Linked DNA regions of Gasterosteus aculeatus: region 1 is linked to region 2. Evidence: chromatin contacts called from public Hi-C data. All regions are on one chromosome and are shown on one strand. The core of a region is the stretch at or near the end of the contact, and the rest is flanking DNA. Distances in the headings are between cores, read along the strand shown.

What was found. Hi-C and Micro-C count contacts between places; a contact is called where the count stands out from the background.
Region 1: a Hi-C map of tail fin shows a contact between it and region 2, with 4 times the contacts expected there. The contact joins the enhancer-like site here to the promoter of dlc in region 2. A contact is called at or near these places in 2 of 6 Hi-C or Micro-C datasets (tail fin and whole body).

What each region holds. Positions count from the first base shown.
Region 1 is chr1:19,368,783-19,373,510 of fGasAcu3.hap1.1, forward strand. No RefSeq gene overlaps it. Among protein-coding and RNA genes, the nearest start is that of LOC144404843, 24 kb to the left of the region's middle. Within about 2 kb of position 2,064, at least 5 of the 9 cell types and tissues checked have open chromatin away from gene starts, as enhancers often do.
Region 2 is chr1:19,321,965-19,326,581 of fGasAcu3.hap1.1, forward strand. It overlaps dlc (deltaC), which reads left to right and starts at 1,506. Exons shown (of 10, transcript XM_040199348.2): 1 at 1,506-1,828; 2 at 2,229-2,480; 3 at 2,707-2,767; 4 at 3,160-3,417. The coding sequence starts at 1,778.

The DNA of each region.
Region 1 (4,728 bases), core at 814-3,313, 47 kb after region 2:
AGAGCTGAAGTACACAAACAGGATCCTAGCGTAGGTTCCTGGGGAGTCCAGATGCTGGAGGATGCAGTGGAGGGTCATGTTGACAGCATCATCTACAGACCTGTTGGCCCCAATACAAAAAGTGCATTCAACCATAGGGACATTTTTTTTGCTATAGATAAGTGGCGTTACAAGTACAATTTAAGTGCTACAATTTGTTTGTTAGTCTTTTAGTCGAGGTAGAGTCTGAAGAGGTGTGTCTTTAGTTTGCGGCGGAAGATGTGAAGGCTCTCTGCGGTCCTGGTGTCTTCAGAGAGCTCGTTCCACCATTTCGGAGCAAGGACAGTAAAGAGTCGTGATCTAGTCGAGTGTTTTGCTCTCAGTGAGGGAGGGACAAGCAGTTTTGCAGAGCGGAGAGTGCGGGTCGGGATGTAGGGTTTGACCATGTCCTGTATGTAAGCTGGACCCGATCTATTCACAGCATGGTACGTGAGCACCAATGTTTTGAACTGGATGCGGGCAGCCACCGGTAGCCAGTGAAGAGAGCGGAGGAGTGGAGTAGTGTGGGAGAATTTCGGAAGGTTGAAGACCAGTCGAGCTGCTGCATTCTGGATGAGCTGCAGAGGTCGAATGGCGGTAGCAGGGAGACCAGCCAGGAGGGAGTTGCAGTAGTCCAGGCGGGAGATGACAAGAGCCTGAATCAGTACCTGCGCTGCCTTCTGAGTGAGGAAGGGACATATTCTGTGTGTATCTACATCTATCTGTAGTCATTGAGTCCTGTGATCCTGGGCTTCTTGGGAACAGGGATGATGGTGAAGGCCTTGAAGCAGGCTAGTACGTGGCATGTCTCCAAGGAGGTGTTGAAGATGTTAGTGAACACCGGAGACAGCTGGTCAGCACAATGCTTCAGGATGCGGAGAGAGACGGAGTTCGGGCCGGCTAGATTAGATATCTAATATAATGTACATGTGCAGACTGGGAAAGTTATCTTTGGTTATCTGGAAACAAGAAAAATGAATTACGCAGAGCATTCCAATGGATGACATAAATCCATCCATAGTCCAAATTCCAAACTGAAACTAAAACAAAGTAGACCGTAGAACCACACAGAAGGGTGGTGCCTTATGACCTGCAACATGAACTAATAAACTTAAAAAATAGGGCTGACACCCATCTACATTCAATAGCAATAATAAACACAAACCAAAAACTCAACGAGACCAACAAGAGACGAGGTGACGGTGACTGGACAAAAGGAAGAAAATCAGGAACATGGCAGACAATCACAGGAGAGACACAACAGAGCAGAAAGTGAAGCTAAACGAGGTACAACGAGAGGCAGGAAACTACAAAATGTCATGTCACTGTGACAACTTCATTAAATCATCATGTGTTGGAAAATGTTTGTTATTGTCTACTTTATTAATGCAAAGTACCAGATAATCAATAATCATAACTATTTATGCAGATCGATGAGTTTAACTTTTCAAAAGTTTGCTGTAGCACATTGACCATTTTTAAATGTCACACCCCAATCTAGTCTGTAATTGCTCACGAATAGAGTGACATAGACAAGAGGATATGCATGAGTCTGATGTGATGTCACTTGAGTCAGCCTCAGTTGGCACTGAAGACTACAAGTTAGAAAGCAGTGTGTTTACCAGACAGCATCGCATAGTGCTAAACTCTGCCTCAGGTCCAAGGCCAAGTGTCGGCCGTCGTGCTACATTTCATGTAACATAGGCACACAGTTTTGATTAAAAAAGACGATATCATATGTTCTGCTGCACGCACTGCAGATTGCTTTCAATACTCCTTTCATTAGATGGCCAAAATTGCTTTTGTTTGTTTATAAAAAACAATCTTGATTTCAAAATTGCAAGAACATGTGAATGTATTTGCAGAGCAGCAGAGTGGAGAAGAGGGATGAGATAAGCAAGGATGTTATTACTGCTGCTCTGACACACTTTGAAAATGAAAACAGAAGTCATATCTTTCAACTTGCTGATTTACAGCTTGCTGATGTCTCTGCCATGTGTTTTTCCTGTTATGACTTTCCGCACATGCAAACGCGCACCCACGCGCGCACGCCCACACACACACACACACACACACTTACGGCAGTTGCTTTATCAGTCGAGGATGATAATCTGATCCTCTGCAGCGTTTCCTCTTCCTTCTTTATTTTTTAAGTTCAGTTGAATAGTCCCTTCAGTGAGGAAACTTTTTCTGTTTACACAATACCATAATACTTTGACTGCAATTAATTTGATTTGAGTGTCATTTAACAAGCTTTCTGACCATTAGGCATAATATGGGGTGAGTTTTAAAAGGGGGGTACTGCACCAAGATGATGGAAACATTCCTTCATTGTCAGAATACAAATTGTAAACCAACCGCCCCATTTGTGTGTGGTAAATTGGTAGTAGCCTGGTGTCATCTTTATGTGGTTTAATTAAGGTAGCACAATGGACATGTGTAATAGCAATGCACTTGGGAGGCTGCATCAAACCCATGCCTTAACAATCCTGCAGGGCATTCTAATTAAATGTATTTTACATTCTGAACGTTTTCCAAAATACTGAATGTATGGAATTATAGGACATCCTTGATTATGCATTTCATTTGAACACTCTGCGCACACATGATGGTAGAGCTTAGACCAGGGGTGTCAAACTCATTTTAGGTAGGCAGCCACATACTGTCTACTGTCTATACACTTAGATGTCACGCGGGCTGGACCAGGATAATAATGGTCTGGTCGACGGGGGTTGGCTGAAGGAACGCTGTCATCGATCCTCCTGGTCTAACGCATGCACTCACTCGGAGTGCGACCCCCAGTGGACTTTTTAGGAATAGCAGGCTTACACAACCACAAAGTCATCCGGCGAGCCGCACTGGACCCGCCGGCGGGCCGGATCCGTATGTTTGACACCCCGGGTTTAAACTGTGATGCTCTTTATGGATGTTGCAAGGTGTTGAGGAGATTTTCGGTTTTCGACGTGTAAGCGCTGGATCGATGTCAGCGTGAGTGTTTTATAGCGATACAAGAGGAGGTGATGATTGGACATAGTCACGCCATATAACACGGCAGCTTCTTCTGCAGGAAGAGTGACTTGTCTGTTCAAAGCACTCATAAAAAAGCGCTTATAAAAAACTCTGCATGATACGAGTACATTAACTCCACCAACGCCAACTCCTGTCTCCTTCTACGATCCAATTGTTTAGATGTTGTGTTCGATTCAAGAGGATCTCACCATAACAGCGGCTGACTTTAGCCCATTGCCGGCTAAAGCTGATTTAGCTCTTTCTGAAGAGACCTTTGTGTTGATTTAACTTGGTCCTCCGAGTGCACTTGCAGGAATAAAACGGTTTGCTTTCGTTGTTCGGACCAAGGACCGGTGCTATTGTACACAATAGCGTGTTTTTTGAAAGGGTTACGATGCACAATGCAGAAGAAAGAAAAAAATGCAATCATATATTTGATTTGGGTGATTCATGACAAAAACCAGTGTGAAAAAAAATAATGATGCCGTAGTGTTGACAGATTGCCACTTTTAAGTGAACTGAATTTTACATAGCTCTGAGTTGTGTTCTTTGTGATCTGCTCTCTAATCTCTTTCAGCGAAGCAAGAATAACTGGATTATAAATAGAGAGATGAACACACACACACACACACACTCTGCCCTGTTTGTGCAAACAATCAAAGCATTGCTAATAAATTATATTGACAAATCAGGAGTCTGTAAACACACTGAGGAATGCTAAACAAAGCAGAACAAACGGGAAGAATCAAGTCTTCTTCTATCGGATCCTCCCTCTGCTTACTTACATGTATAACTGTGTGTCTCTTGTCTTGTTAAGCAAGTAGTTGATGAGAGATGAGGTCACTCAGGCCAAATGTGGTTACTGGTTGTGGACCTACAAAAGGCTGCTCCAAGGAAGAAATCCATTTACTGTTAGCTCATATCCTTTTCCTGTTGGTGAGAGGTCGCATCCTGTTGTCCCAAAGGACAGCTGATATGTGCCCAACACGATGCTGCGTCTAAATGCAGTCTCGTTACCTTAAATGCAATTTATAAAAAGGAAAGAGGCAACATATCAATAAGTTAAACTGGTGCAATGACCAAATAGCCTGAAAGCCAACAACACTGATTAGATGACACCTAGGACCGATCCCCTTTGCCAATACCTGTTGACTTTGTCTTACTTTTCAGTATGTAGTTAGTATATAGATATGAACGGAGTCATCACATTATATATATATATTAGTGTATTTATTGCAGTTTTAACAATTATTTTCTTTGCTTTTAATTTTTTGACCAACAACCGGACCAGTGTGCGGATGTCACATTTTAGTATTTTTGGAGGAGTCCGGACACCCATAGCCAAACTTGTGCTTCCTATTTGTGTTTTTTTTACAGGTGTGTCCAAATACTAATAGAGCAAACCAGCCTTGCTCCACCGAATGTTGTGTGAAAAAAAGTATTTTTGTGCTCAATCATGCAAACATTCATATTTCAGTTGTGGCTGATTGTACTCATGTTTATATTACTGATAAGTAGCATGCTGTTTATTCACCTTCCCACAAGATGTTGTTGAGACTGGAATAACTACATGCAAAAAAGAATGGCGTTGAGTTTAATAGCTAATAAAAAAAATTAAAATTCTGTGTTAGTGCTGCTGAGGTCTCGGTGAGTCTTAAAGTGACCCAAATAAACCTGCAGTGTGTGCAGGTCCTGCATGTC
Region 2 (4,617 bases), core at 256-2,755:
TTGCAAGCGAGCAGGTCAGGGTACAGAGCCTGTTACCACGGCTACAGATATGGAGGTGCAGAGGTTTTTTTCACTTCCTAACAGTGAACATTCAGTTTCTCTCATTCATGTCAAAGTTTTCACTGAACCTTCTGAAACTGTGGTCAGGTGAGGGTTTTTTGTTACATTGTCATACAAATATGGAAGTAGGATAAAGGTCTATTATGTTGATGAACCAGTTTTACTTCAGACAAAAATGCATCAGTCAACCAATAACAACCAGAAAAGCCTAACTATTTTTCCACCAGAGAGCACTGACAACTTGTGCTCCCATTAAATCTTCCATCATGACGGTTTGTTTATGTTTTGACCAGACCAATAACTTTTTAACTCCCAAATACTGATTGGTGTCCAAGATCTAGCATCAGGTTTACATGAGTGCATCTGATCCTGCTTTAACAGTTAAAGCAGGATCACGTCCACAATCGGGACGTCAAAGAATTTGACTATTGTACATGTCATATCATGTCAAAAGAGGTTTTACTCTAAAATGTAGTGTAAACCAACTAAATATGGAAACCAGGTGGAAGTGGACTCAAAGTTCATTCACTTAAATAATGTGTTCACATACATCACAGTTTGTAAATGGCCCTGTTAATGATGTCCATGCAGCTGACACCCAATTGTCTGTGCGTATGTGTGTATGTATCCGTGTAGGCGCTACACTAAAATATATTTCTTGTTTTTGTGTTTATCGATTTACTTCATGGCAGTAATATTTCCAAAGGTTTCTGACATGGATTTGGTGAATGCAATAGTAATTGTGTGCGTGCGTGTGTGTGTGTGTGTGCGCGTGCGTGTGAACGCTCTCCGTTTGGCCGCGGGACGCAGTAAAAGGTGCGTTTGGCCGCTCAGGCTGCTGCAGCTGCCGCCCGACAGTTTGTCCCATTGCCGCTGTAATTGTCTCCTTGGCGCTGACAGCGAATCAAAGCTTGACCCCCCCACCCCCACTCCCCTCCAACACTCTCACACACACACACACACTCCCCGCCTCCCCCAATGCAAGACTCCTCCACACTGAAAGAAACACCCCTCACTCCTGACTTTAGTCTACCGGGACACACCCTCAATCACAGTTGGTTCCAACTGGATGTAGACAATACATATCGCATGTATACATTTAGAAGGTCAAAGTCTGAAATGCAACCTGCAGAAACTTTTGAATAGCGTCGCAGTGGCCTCGGTTCACGGCTCTGCAGGTCGAAGTCCGGGGGGGATAAAGTAGAGCCGCTGGGTGCGCGGGGTCCCGCTGCGGATCTGCCGCACCTGAGGAGCGGCGACACGAGCCCGTCGGGCAGGAAGTTCCGCCGCAGTAAATGTCGGAGGAGAAAAGAGGGACAGTTTCGATTTGACGGAACCGAGTTCCTTCACCTCAACGGTGGACGAGAACTTGTTTCTCAGGTGGATATTTTTTGCAGCGCCCCCACCCCCTCCCCAACCCCCCTGCCCTCTTCCTGTTGCTCCTGGGTATAAAGCAGGAGGAGCAAGCGCTGCTGGCACAGTCCAGAGTTCAGCAGCATAGCGGAACTCTTCTCTACGTGTTATACCTTTTGATCTCCTCATTCAGCCCGCTGACACGCGCACGGGCTGACTTTTAGCCCTCTGGGTATTTCTGGATTTGTTCCCGCAGCGTCTGAACGTTGTATCTCTTCCGCGCCGTCTCCCTCGGACCCGGTGTGGATTTTACGCGTTTATCCGACCTCTTCCTCGGACCTCCGGAGCTGTGCCCCCCGGAGCCATGGCGCGCTCCTTACTGCCGTGTCTCCTGCTGTTCGTATCGGCGCAGACGGTGAGTCGCACTGACAGCACACACGCACCAATTCAGCTCTAGTTTTCTCTCGCAGGCACTGCGCAGAATGCGGACAGGTCGGACGATGTGCGTCAATACGCACAGCACGCCGAGCCGCTTTTACACATTTACTTCATTTGACTTGGTTGTTTTTGGATTACAAAAAAGCAAACATCAGATGTTTGCATCTATGTAACTGGTCAATTATACAGTCCGGACAGTCTGACGTCATATATATATATAATAGTTATCTGCGGGAATAAGAAAACGTTACATGTTTTGCAAAGTTAGGGCGAGTGAACCTGTACTGTATCTATGCTCATTCATTCCGTAGGTTACCACTTATCTTTTATTTCTTGGCATAATGAAGTTTTATTTTCCTCTCCGTGCCCCTTATCAGATCTTTTCCTCGGCGGTCTTCGAGCTGAAGATCAACTCCTTCACCAGCGCGCGCAGCGTCTGTCAGTTCCAGACCCAGGACTGCCAGATCTTTTTCCGCGTGTGCCTCAAGCACTCGCAGGACTCGCAGGACGATACCAAACCGGAGCCGCCCTGCACGTACGGAATCGCGTTCACGGAGATCTTCGGCGCGGACCCCAAATCCATATCCGCGAGCGCGCCCGTCAAGGTGGACATCAGCTTCAAGTGGCCGGTAGGTGACTCACATCTAAGGGTTTGTCTAACAAAGTCATAACTTTAACAAGTGCTGCGCTAATCTATGTGCTTCCCAACATTCTTTACAGAACGCTTCTATAATAAATACTGACAGCTTCTTGTGTATAAAATGTACGAAATTGAACTTATTTAAACGTGGTCATGGTCAATAATCGCTCACATATTAGATTACACCATTGACTAAGCCTTCCCAACTCATTCAGGAGACTTTCGCGCTGATCATTGAAGCTTGGAACGCGGAGTCTTCAGGTCTGGACTCTACAGGTAACTGCTGGTTCTTCACCACAGGGGGGCGTCAGCGCAGCCAATAGAGAAGCGTGTTGACGTTTGATTAGACGGTAATGCAGGAGTCCTTGTTTGAAGAGTAAATTCTTATATTTCTCCTCATGTTTCATCTTCTAGCACGATAGAAGGTAGATAATACTATAAACTTTCCATTATCCATTTTTAACGCACTAGAAGTTTTTTATTACAAAGCAGAGAGCATCAGGTCACTGTAAAGTCATTACAGACCAACATTTATTTCCCCACGGAATATAATATAATATGAGAGTGATTGTGTAACATTTAAACAGTGTCAACTTATTTCTTTTAGAATAATTCCTCATCTGTCACAAGACATCAAAGTCTCTCCATCTCTTCCCTCGCTCATCCAGAAAACCAGAATAACCTCATCAGTCGGCTGGCGACCCGCCACAGACTAAGAGTTGGGGAAGACTGGTCCCAGGGCGTGCAGTTTGGCAACCAGAGCGAGCTTAACTACTCCTACCACTTAGTGTGTAATGAGTACTACCACGGCAACGCTTGCTCGTCCTACTGCCGGCCCCGCAACGACACCTTCGGCCACTACACCTGCGACGACAACGGAGGCCGCCGCTGCTTGGGGGGCTGGACGGGCGTGTACTGCTCTCACCGTGAGTGCGGACAACGACTCAATGTAACCAAATGATGTGGTGTCAGATCAAAGCCATTTGAAAATGCAGTTCTTTTCAACATCCAGATCAGAGGTCACTAACTGGTGGGCCGCGGTCCAAATCCGGACCCAGAAGCCGTCCCATCCGTCCCTGACCTAAAGCTAATATCGACGGGTGTGATTTAAAACCTGACGGGGCACTTTTCAACCGGCGCAGCTTTGGTAGTCTTTACGTTACTGGCTTAAAGCCAAAACCATTTGGATTCGAGTTAAGACATCCCACATGTTCCCACTTGACCAATCAAGTCTGTGCGGGTCCAAATGTGAAACCGAAAATGGAATATTCTGGAATGTTTAAAGATTTCTTCCCTTTATTTTATTTTTCTGAATTGAAGTAAACAATATTTATATTTGCAGTCATACATAGATGTTCAGTTCTTTGTTACGCGACACTAAATATTGTCAATTGAGTTTTTTAATCGTACTGAATTCGTTTGAATCGTCAGTCGTGTATTGATTACATGCAGATGTTGATACAACTGTATCGCTCTACTTAATCACACTAAATAGTTTATGATCTTCCGGACTTTTCTCTAACTGGACCTCTTTAAATTTTAGTTGAATCCCCCTGATGTAAAGCCTGATGCGCATAACTGATAAAAGGGGTCAACTCCAAGAGAGAGTCCTCAAAGGCATCACCATGTTTTTGTAAAATTAGATCGGTGAAAGAAGCGGGAAATATGTGTCTTAATAGTGAACTCAGTTATTCTATGACACTGAGAGATTTTTTTATCTACTGTAGTATTTCAAAAAAGTCTAATAGTATTTCTCTGAATTTTATTTCCAATTAAAATGTTATTTAGTTGAAAGTTGGCATGTTTCTATGTACAGTTTTGTAAAGGGCTCCTACAGTGAAGATTATTTTAAATATATGAAATAAAGAGAACAAGTTTCGACAGCCAACCTGATGAGTGACAGGTTGAGATCAGCGTGGCTTCTACAGAGCACCAACATTGCCTGAGAAGGGCAACGTTTTCTTAACAGCCTTGTGAACCCTCTTCCCGACTCCTCCCCCTCCTGCTTTTATTCTAACGTTTCTTCAGATTGGGAGGGAGGCTGTGGCGGGGGTGCTTGTGGGTGGAAGGAGGGTTAAAGAATGGGACTCTTGGCGCTTAATTTATTTGTCCGGTGGGCTTAAAAT